Regions from separate parts of the Mus musculus genome. Here region 2 is linked to region 1. Evidence: chromatin contacts called from public Hi-C data. All regions are on one chromosome and are shown on one strand. Each heading gives the region's core, a stretch centred on a gene start, on an enhancer-like site or on the middle of the called end of the contact. The rest is flanking DNA. Distances are from core to core; before and after follow the strand shown. Region 1 holds the start of Lrp2bp (Lrp2 binding protein). Region 2 overlaps Snx25 (sorting nexin 25).

Region 1 (4,395 bases), core at 157-2,656:
TGAGTTTTCTGAGGTTTCTCTAATCCAGTGGTCCTCAACCCATGTACCATGAGCCCTTGGGGTTACATACCAGATACTTACATTACAATTTATAGCAGTTATCAAAACTATAGTTACGGAGTAGCAAAGAAATAATGTTATGGTTGGAGGGGTCACCACAATATGAGGACCTGTATTAAAGGGCCACAGCATTAGGAAGGTTGAGAACCTCTGCTCTAAACCTTGTTAGATAGTAGCACACTGTATTAATGTCTTCAGAGAAATAACATCTTTTCATCTAGTTTGTGAGTGGTGGTTGACAGTAGGCTGTCATATTTGGATTGCTTTCTTCTATATATCTTACACATGTGGCTTCGTTCATTGGGAACTTTATATTCTTTAGTGGAAACTTAGATTTTGCAATATACATAATCCAATTACTTTACTTTTTAAAGATTTATTCTTATGAGTATGTGTATGTGTGTCTGCATGCATATATGTCCCATGTGAGGGGTGCCAGCAGAGCCGAGAAGTGGGTGGTCACTCTCTAGAGCTGGAGCTACAGGTGGTTGGGACCCACTCAAGGTGGCTTCTGGGAACCAAGTTCAGATCCTCTGGAAACACTTTGACTTGTTTTTTTTTGTTGTTGTTGTTGTTTTGTTTTAATTAATTTCTTTCTATTTTTATGTGTATGAGTGGTTTGACTGCATGTGTGTATGTGTATCACTAGAGAGATACATGTGTGTACATGTACACTAGGCACATGTGTCTAGTGACTGAATAAGTCAGAAGAGGGCATCCAATCCCCAGGAACTGTGTTACAGACAGTTGTGAGATGCCCTGTGGTGTGCTGGGAACTAAACCCTGATGCTCTTAACTGCTGAAACCACATCTCCAACCCAGTAACCAGCAACTTTGTTTTTTGTCTGGTTGTGGACAGGGTCTCACTATTTCGTCCAGGCTGCCTTGTACTAGCAGAGATCTGCTAACCTCAGCCTCCTGAGTGCCAGAATTAAAGACATTTCGCCACCATGCTGGGCCCATTAACTTTGTATATCAAGGAAAGGACACTTTAAGAACCTTTATTTCAAACTACAGATAAAGAAATTAGCTCTTAATTAACTCCTCCCACATACAGACATTTCAGTGATTTTATTTTATTTTTATTTTTTGCTGACTTAGTAAACCATGTCTTTTTTTTTTTTTTTTTTTGAGTTCCACTCTCATCCAATGAAGCAGCGTGTTGCCTAAAATAGTATCCTGTAAGTATGTAAATGCAGCTTTCCAATCACACAAAGCTTCTCTTAAGAACTTCTGTAGACCACCAATCAGAGAGACCTGGCCTGGGCGCTGGCTCCTGATTGGTGGAAGTAAGTTGAACCAGTAGAATGTCAAAGACCAAAACAGAAAGAAAAAAAAAAAAGCATAGCAACAACAGAGTTTGCTGTCTTCACTACTCTCAGCTTAGGCCAACCTGGACTCCTTCAACCCAAATGAGGTGGCCCCTACATTTTATATGAAGGCTCTGATTTACCATGCAGCAGTGGTCCATCTGGTAACATGGCAATCCAGTACAGACTGGAAGAGAAGACTGAGCAACAGAGCTAAAACACAGTGTATTCCCAGGTAAAACAGACGCATCCTGTCATCCGAAACGGATTACTCTGGCCAGTTTCAGTTAAAGGGCGACAGGAAAGTCCTCCGTGACAGGAGCAGCGACTGTGAGCGGTGTAGTCTGTTGCCACTGAGTGGCAGCAGTTGGGAATGACAGGACGCCCCCTGCCATGTGTGAATCCTTAGCCAGTCGGGATTTGTTGCTAGCTCAGGGTCCCTTGGCCAGGCAATGTGGGGCAGATGCTTCTGTGATGGGGAGTGAAGTCTCCCTTGGTGCTTTCCCGGGAGGAGAAATTGTAACCACCTATGTGTTCTTCCTTAACAGGACCCACATTGTGGAGACAGGATGAAGCTGAGCAGCGAGAAGTTGCCCAAAAACCCTTTCTCTCTGTCTCAGTATGCTGCCAAACAACAGAAATTCTTCCAGTGGAAGAAGGAAAAGCCCGGTATACATCTGAATAGTTAATTCTTGCTTGGAAACTATTTTTACTGAAATTCCATGTAAGCTTAGAATAAACAAAACAAACAAACAAAAACCCATGCCACTGGTTTCCAGGAGGTAGTTAATGTTATACTCCTTTCTGGCTTTCCTGGAGATTAGTGACCTTCTTACTCAGACAGCAAGCTGATCCTGGAGGTGTTTCACAATTCAAGCCTGATTACATTTTCACCCCTCCCCCCCCCAGCACTTAGGGATTCGTTCTAAAAAAGAGACGCCAGATGTTGCTTCCCTCAGAGAGCGCAACGCTGCGCTTTACTTCAAATGGATACTGAAAGCTATTTTTACATAAGCTTGTAAAAACTAAACTGGAGATGGCCAGCCCATTTGATTAGTAGTCCTAACATGGCTCAGGCTAAGAGTTTAACTCATTCACAGACAGCTTTGCCCAGTGCATGCAGAGACTGCATTGGAGTGCCTACCCGGCAGTGAACCCTCACCCAAGCACAATAAACACTTCTTGATTATGCCAGGTGTGTGTTGGTGCTGTGATCATGACTCTGCTTAGGTTATGTTCTTTCTCTGAGCTAAGCTTTAGGGATGAGAAGTTGGAAAGAAACTGAGATTAACAGCATCTAATGAATTCTACGTTACGTGTGGCTTCACGAGAGAACCTGCACGTTATATAACTAACACCGTTTTTGCCTTTCTGAATCAGATTATTACCTCCACGCTAATTTGGTGGATACAGCATTGCAGTTCCTGAAAGAAAGAATAAGAAGAGGGGATGCTATGGCATATTTTCTAAGAGGCCAACTCTATTTTGAAGAGGTAACAATAGTTCTTCCTCTTCTTCCTCCTCCTCCTCCTCCTCCTCCTCCTCCTCCTCCTCCTCCTCCTCCTCTTCTTCTTCTTCTTCTTCTTCTTCTTCCCCTTCTTCTTCCCCTTCTTCTTCCCCTTCCCTTCCTCCTCCTCCTCCTCCTTCTTCCTCCTCCTCTTCTTGGTATAATTGTATTCTTAGGATTAATTGTTGGGGCTGTTAGTGTACTAGTAAAGTAGTTGAATAGGGTTGATAAGACCCTAGGTTCCATCTGCGCATCACACACACAAAGCAGAGGCAGAAGATGGTCCCCGCAAACTTTCAAATGAGTCTCTTACACTGTTATGTCAGAGAAATTCTGCGAAATCACATAGGCTGTGGTTGTGGCCCACAGATATAAGATTAAGGAGACATCTGAACCTTCTTCAGAAAAATTATTCTAAAGGTGTCATTTTGAAAAATCCATCTCTATACTGTAAATTTTGTGGTTTTATTTGTAATATGTAGTATCATTAACAAGCTATTTGCATAGGAACAATAATTGAAGTCCCTGATTATTGGGTATGAAAAGTACCTTCTCATATATCCTATACAGCATGAGGAGACCATTTCCTTATTTATCCACATCGTAGTGGGATAGCTCTGTAGGTAGAGAGAAAGACCTTCTGTGTGCTCTCACTTCAGGTCCAGTAATAGAGCGTCAGTTATTCATTGAATTCCAAAGGATTGCGTAGAGTCCCTCTGGATCCTTTGAGTCACAGACTCGGTTTTCTCTAACCGTTTGATACTTGTGCCTTCATTTACTCTATAAATAAATACCTTCTGAAGGCTTGTTTCCACACCCTCTCTGAGATAGCACGGCCTGATGGCCTAAGCCGCTGTCTTCTCAGTTTGGGCCTTCAGTTCCAATATGGCTGAATCATTTGTTAACTGTGTCCTTAGGCAGAAATGACCATTGTATGCTGCTGTTTGGGTTTACTATAAACACATAATAAACTTAAATACTCTCTGTGGCTTTCAGGGCTGGTATGAAGAAGCCTTGGCACAGTTTGAGGAAATCCAGGAGAAAGACCATCAAGCAATTTATCAGCTAGGAGTGATGTATTATGATGGGCTGGGGACCATTGCAAATGCTGTAAGTTATCATTTTGTCCATGGTTTTTAAGATTCCACTACCAATGGGCTATCTGATGGAATCGAATTGTATTTTTAAAAATCTCTATTTTAACATATTAATATATCACTTTCAGTATTCTAATGGATACTGATGTCACTGCACACATATATAAAAAACAAAGTTAATTTCTTTTGGTCCCTTCCCACTTTGTCCCCATTCAGGTCCAAACCTAAACTAGCAGCTTCTTGACATAACTAGATTCAACTGTCAGAAACAATATTGAACTTGAATGACCATCCGCAACTACTACAGGCATGCTTTATCTTTCCAATTATTTCTTCCTCCATATGAACAACAAGGAGTTATCCTCATGTTGACGGTGCCTCTATATTTTTGTTCACATGGTGAGCAGGTCTGGTGAGATAA
Region 2 (4,562 bases), core at 1,137-3,636, 99 kb after region 1:
AGGTGGTTCTGGGGTGTATAAGACAGCAAGTTGAGCAAGCCTTGGAGAGCCATCCAGTTAAAATGTGTTCCTCCATGGTCTCTGCTTCAGTTCCTGCTTGGAGGTCTTTCTTGAGCTCTTGGTCTGACTTCCCTCAATAATGAACTGTGTTCAGAAAGTGTAAACCAAATAAACCCACTCCTCCAAGTTTCTTTTGGTCAGTGTTTGTCACAACAACAGAAAGCAAAGAAGGATATGTGGTCACGTTATATTTTCAAAGGCAACCATGATAACTACCTTAAGTAGTCATAAGAACTTGCAAATACTAGCAACAATTCAAAATGGTATGAGAATTTCTTTAATTACACAACCTTCAAGTTTCCAGATGAATCTTATTTATTGTTTGTTTGATTGTGTTTGCTAATTTATTTGCCAGCCTGGAACTCATTATGTAGACCAGGCTGGACTCAAACTCAGAGACCCATCTGCCTCTTCCTCTTGACTGCTGAGATTAAAGACTGGATGTGAAAGTAAATAGGCTTTGACATCTGTCACCCACTGATCAGTGGGACTAATTCAGGTGATGTGGCTGGCTAGGCAGATGTCCCTTTTGCCCTTCCCACTCCATGTACATCCTGCATGAAGCTGTGCACTTGACTGAAGAGAATGGTGGCCTTCCCCAAAGAGAGGAGAAACAGTTTGTCTTAAATGATTCATAGCATCTGTCTTTAAAACTAATAAAGCATAAACCAGTATCATGAGCTACTTTTTGATGAAGAAATTGTAGGATAGTAAGTCTGGATTATGTCTATGGGTAATTCTATGGGATACTGTTTAATGCTCCCAAAGGCAATGGCAAATTGCATCTGTGAGGGTCCCAGGTTTTTTCCAGCTGTGGCCATAGATTCCTATCAGCAGTAAGTGCACCCCAGAACCACTATTTTGGAGTATCTGAGTAGTAGAAAGAGCAGTTTAAATGTTTCTATTCCATAGCATTGTAGAATGGTAATTTTCTGCTATCTATTAGTGGAGATAAGTGGCAAAGATTCCATAGTAACAGGAGGCCAATACTGAGCAAATTCTCAAGAGTACAGAAAACACATTAAGGACTACACAGGAAATGAAACATGAAATGTATATTGGTATCTTTATGATTAATGCCTCTCAAGGGTACACTGTGACTTCTTACACTAGAGACTGGACTAACTGAATGTGTACACCAAAAAAAAAAAAAAAAGAACAATTGCATTCTTTGCCTGCTGTAATGGCCTAGAAGAATCTTATCTGAATGTACAAAGCCAATGACATGAAGACATTTTATGAGTAAGGCTTTATATATGCACACCTCTGCTGGTGTTTACTTTTACTGATTTATTTTTGACAGGGTCTCTTGTAGCCCAGGCTAGCCTTGAATTTGTTATGCAGCATTAGGATAACACTCAAGTCCTGATCCTCCTGCCTTCGTCTCCCAGTTCTGGGATTAAGGATATGCACCAGTGTGCCCCCATTTATAGGCTACTTTTGAATCAAATACAGGCTTCATGCATCCTGGATTAATAATTTACATTCTGGTCTCCATGTTGGCTTTTTAAAAGGTTCCTGGAGGGAAGCATGATGGTGCACTACATAAAAGCAGTACTTACAGGGAGAGGCAACGGGGTCAGGAGTTCTGATCCAGTTTAGGCTGTAAGATCCTGTCTTTAAATAAAACACAAACAGCCAACCAACAAAAAGATGATGCCAGATCATGAGCTCAAGGTCTGCAAGGGCCACAGAATGAAGTCAACGCCAGCCTTCATAACTTATTAAAGGGAGTGGCCTGGGGCTGCAGCTCAATAGGAAAGCACTAACTGCTCGAGAGCCTGGGTGTGCTGTGACCCTGGGAGTCTCGCCTTCCTATCTTCATTTTCAACTATAGCTGGAGCTGCTCTTTCCATACAGTACACACTGCGATGCTAGTCCTTGATCATCTCAAGCCCTGGCATATGTAACTTAACACCTTAAAACACACGCGTGGTTAGTACTCACTGGGGGAGGATAGCCAGAAGAAAACCTGCTTTTATAAGAGAAGCTTCTTTGCATAATACTGAGCCTATACATCAGCTGGGACCTGCATGGCCATAAAAGTGTCACAAATTCCCCTTCTTCCTAACAGCTGAGTCACTGGAAAACTAAGAAAGCCAAATGCCAGAGCGGGCTGGCCCAATACGCTCACTGTACAGAAAAACCTCCCACCTGACTCCTCTAGACTCCCCTGCAAACTCTGAGCAGGACACTTGAGTGACACCCTTCAGTAGGTGGGCATCAGTACTGCTTGTGAGCAGAGAGGGCTCCCAACATGGCCACTATAGATGAGCAAGTCCACCCAGCTTCTGGTGAGCTGTAATGGGCTTGCTGCATGCTGCCTTTGGTGGTGTTGATCAGCCACTGCAGTTCCTACTAATCACCTCTAGTTCTCACTGCTTGAACAGGGAGGAAGTCAGCAACTTTGATACATTTCACAGGTACGGTATGATCCGACCCTTCCACCTATACCAAGAAGTAGGTATCGCCACTACCATCATACAGATGAGAAAATGAAGGTGTGTATAGGTGCAGATAAACAAAGGCATGAAAGTGATAAATGGGGGAAGCGGTTCTCTCTCTCTGTCACCCTCTCGAGTCTGTGCTATGCTACACTATAGTCAGAGGTTGAAAAGGGCAAGGGAAACACATCAAAAGTAAAGAAAGAAAATCTGTGAATAAAGACAGTCCCTCAGATAAGAAGCCTGTGTTTCACAGGCACACAAAACACAGATTGCAAGGAGATTTTAAAATGTTTAAAATGTGATTGAATTGAAAGTATAAAAGCAATCGATTTTTTTAGACTTTTTTTTTAGACTTTCTGAACCATGCTGACACAAGACCGACGGGAAAAGGAAGTGGAAGCCGAGCGGGCTTTAAGTGTGATCTAGACTGGCTTATAGCAGCAGCAGACTGACAGGCTGACCGGAAACCTGCCTCCAACAACCGCTCAGCATCAGGCGAAGGATGCGATGCTCTTATTACTGCAATTCATTATTCTGACAGTCACCAACTCAAAGGTGTGCTTCCCAGGCCACCCACTTCATTTTGCAGCCTGTAGAGATCTGTCTACCAGCTAGATTTACAGGACAAGAATGGTGTTACCCAGAGCTGTCCAACAGGCATGACACTACAGTGAGTGTCAAACCTACACTCACTGCAGGCAGGCCTGACTGTGTGCTTTTTATAATGCTACATCAATAACAGTTGTTCTCAGACCAAACCACCCAAATGAACAGTTCTAGTAAGTAACTGGCATTCTTTCAAGTATATGTAACTATAGAGATTACTGGTAAAGATTTTTCTTCATTTTTTTTCTCTATATTTTTATCATCAACTAATGTAACAAGAAATCAAAAACTAGGGGCTTGGCGCCGCTGGTTCAGTGGTTGCCTGGGGTGCACAAGGCCATGGGGTCACTACTCAACACAACTAAACCGAGCTGATGGCACACACCTGTAACTCAGGAGGTGGACGCAGGAGATCACAAGTTCTGCTACACAGTGAATTGGAGGCCACTCTGGGATACAGGAAAAGATAAACAATGAAATCAACTGAAAAACCCTCCAAGCCTGAAAAGTAAGTGCTTCTAACAGGGACTCTGTCTGTCCTCTCTGTCATCCTCATGTTTTACGGTGCTGACACCATCTTCTAAAGCAGCTCTGAGAATGCTGGCAAACGCCTCAGTGGAAACCATACTCTTATGTTGAAATTAGATATTCATAAAAACAGTAGGTTCCTCTGCCATGTGCCCTTTTCTCCTAAATCTTGAGCACTGTGAAACAAGCCTCCCTGAATGCCAATGAGTCTTTGATGACTATGAGCCGGGCAGAACCATCGGATACTTTCACTGGTGGGCACCACAGCAAACGACATAATAATAAACAACAGTGCCAAGGCCTAAAGGAGGGCGTAAGCTACCGAGCCCACAGGGAGGCCTAAGGATCCTGTTCACTTTCTAACCACACACACTGTCTGCCAGAAGGTAGTTTCACAGCACACAGCAGGGTGCTATGAGAAACTCCCACTTGTTCCAAACACCATTTAGGGGATCTATAAGGCCAACGCCATATTCATTATTATTTTACTACCACAAAATGACAAAATGTCATTTTTCTCTTTCACTCACGAGTCATTTTCCAAAATCACTAGCGGGATTTTCTAAAGAGAACACAATGTGAACTTGTACTTGAAAAGCTTTTTGGCTTAAATATCTGATGTTGTAAATATTGATGAATATAATGGATTCAATAAGTGAGGCTGGCAAATATTTTACAATTAGTTCTCCACAGGACAAAATTCTAAGCTGAAGTATTTTCCCGTTCCATAGTGTAAATGGCCAATTTCAAGGCAGCAGCATGATTTCTCTGAGCTCAGTTGGCGCTGGGAGGGGCTATGCAAGCAGCTGTCACCTGCCAGTGCAGGGTGGCTATGGCACATCACTACACGTAAGCCACACGAACAACAGCGGTTTGATGTTTGGTAGCTTTTAAGATTATAGGGCTATCTAAAGATAAAGA

Evidence for each region. A called contact is a pair of places that touch in the nucleus more often than the background predicts.
Region 2: a contact with region 1 is called in a Hi-C map of nephron progenitors, with 2.4 times the contacts expected there. The contact joins the enhancer-like site here to the promoter of Lrp2bp in region 1. A contact is called at or near these places in 9 of 39 promoter capture datasets (the 3T3-L1 cell line, 3T3-L1-derived adipocytes, the C10 cell line and 6 more), 1 of 484 Hi-C or Micro-C datasets (nephron progenitors), 2 of 115 datasets of contacts at active chromatin or transcription factors (effector CD8 T cells and embryonic stem cells) and 4 of 9 other capture datasets (adipose tissue, liver, macrophages and 1 more).

What each region holds. Positions count from the first base shown.
Region 1 is chr8:46,009,196-46,013,590 of GRCm38.p6, forward strand. It overlaps Lrp2bp (Lrp2 binding protein), which reads left to right and starts at 1,407. Exons shown (of 9, transcript NM_026278.3): 1 at 1,407-1,605; 2 at 1,919-2,039; 3 at 2,751-2,863; 4 at 3,874-3,987. The coding sequence starts at 1,940.
Region 2 is chr8:46,106,760-46,111,321 of GRCm38.p6, forward strand. All of the region lies in intron 3 of Snx25 (sorting nexin 25), which reads right to left. Among named protein-coding and RNA genes, the nearest start is that of Snx25, 43 kb to the right of the region's middle. Within about 2 kb of position 2,387, at least 6 of the 459 cell types and tissues checked have an H3K27ac peak or open chromatin away from gene starts, as enhancers often do. A contact at or near this core is called in nephron progenitors, where this site is marked.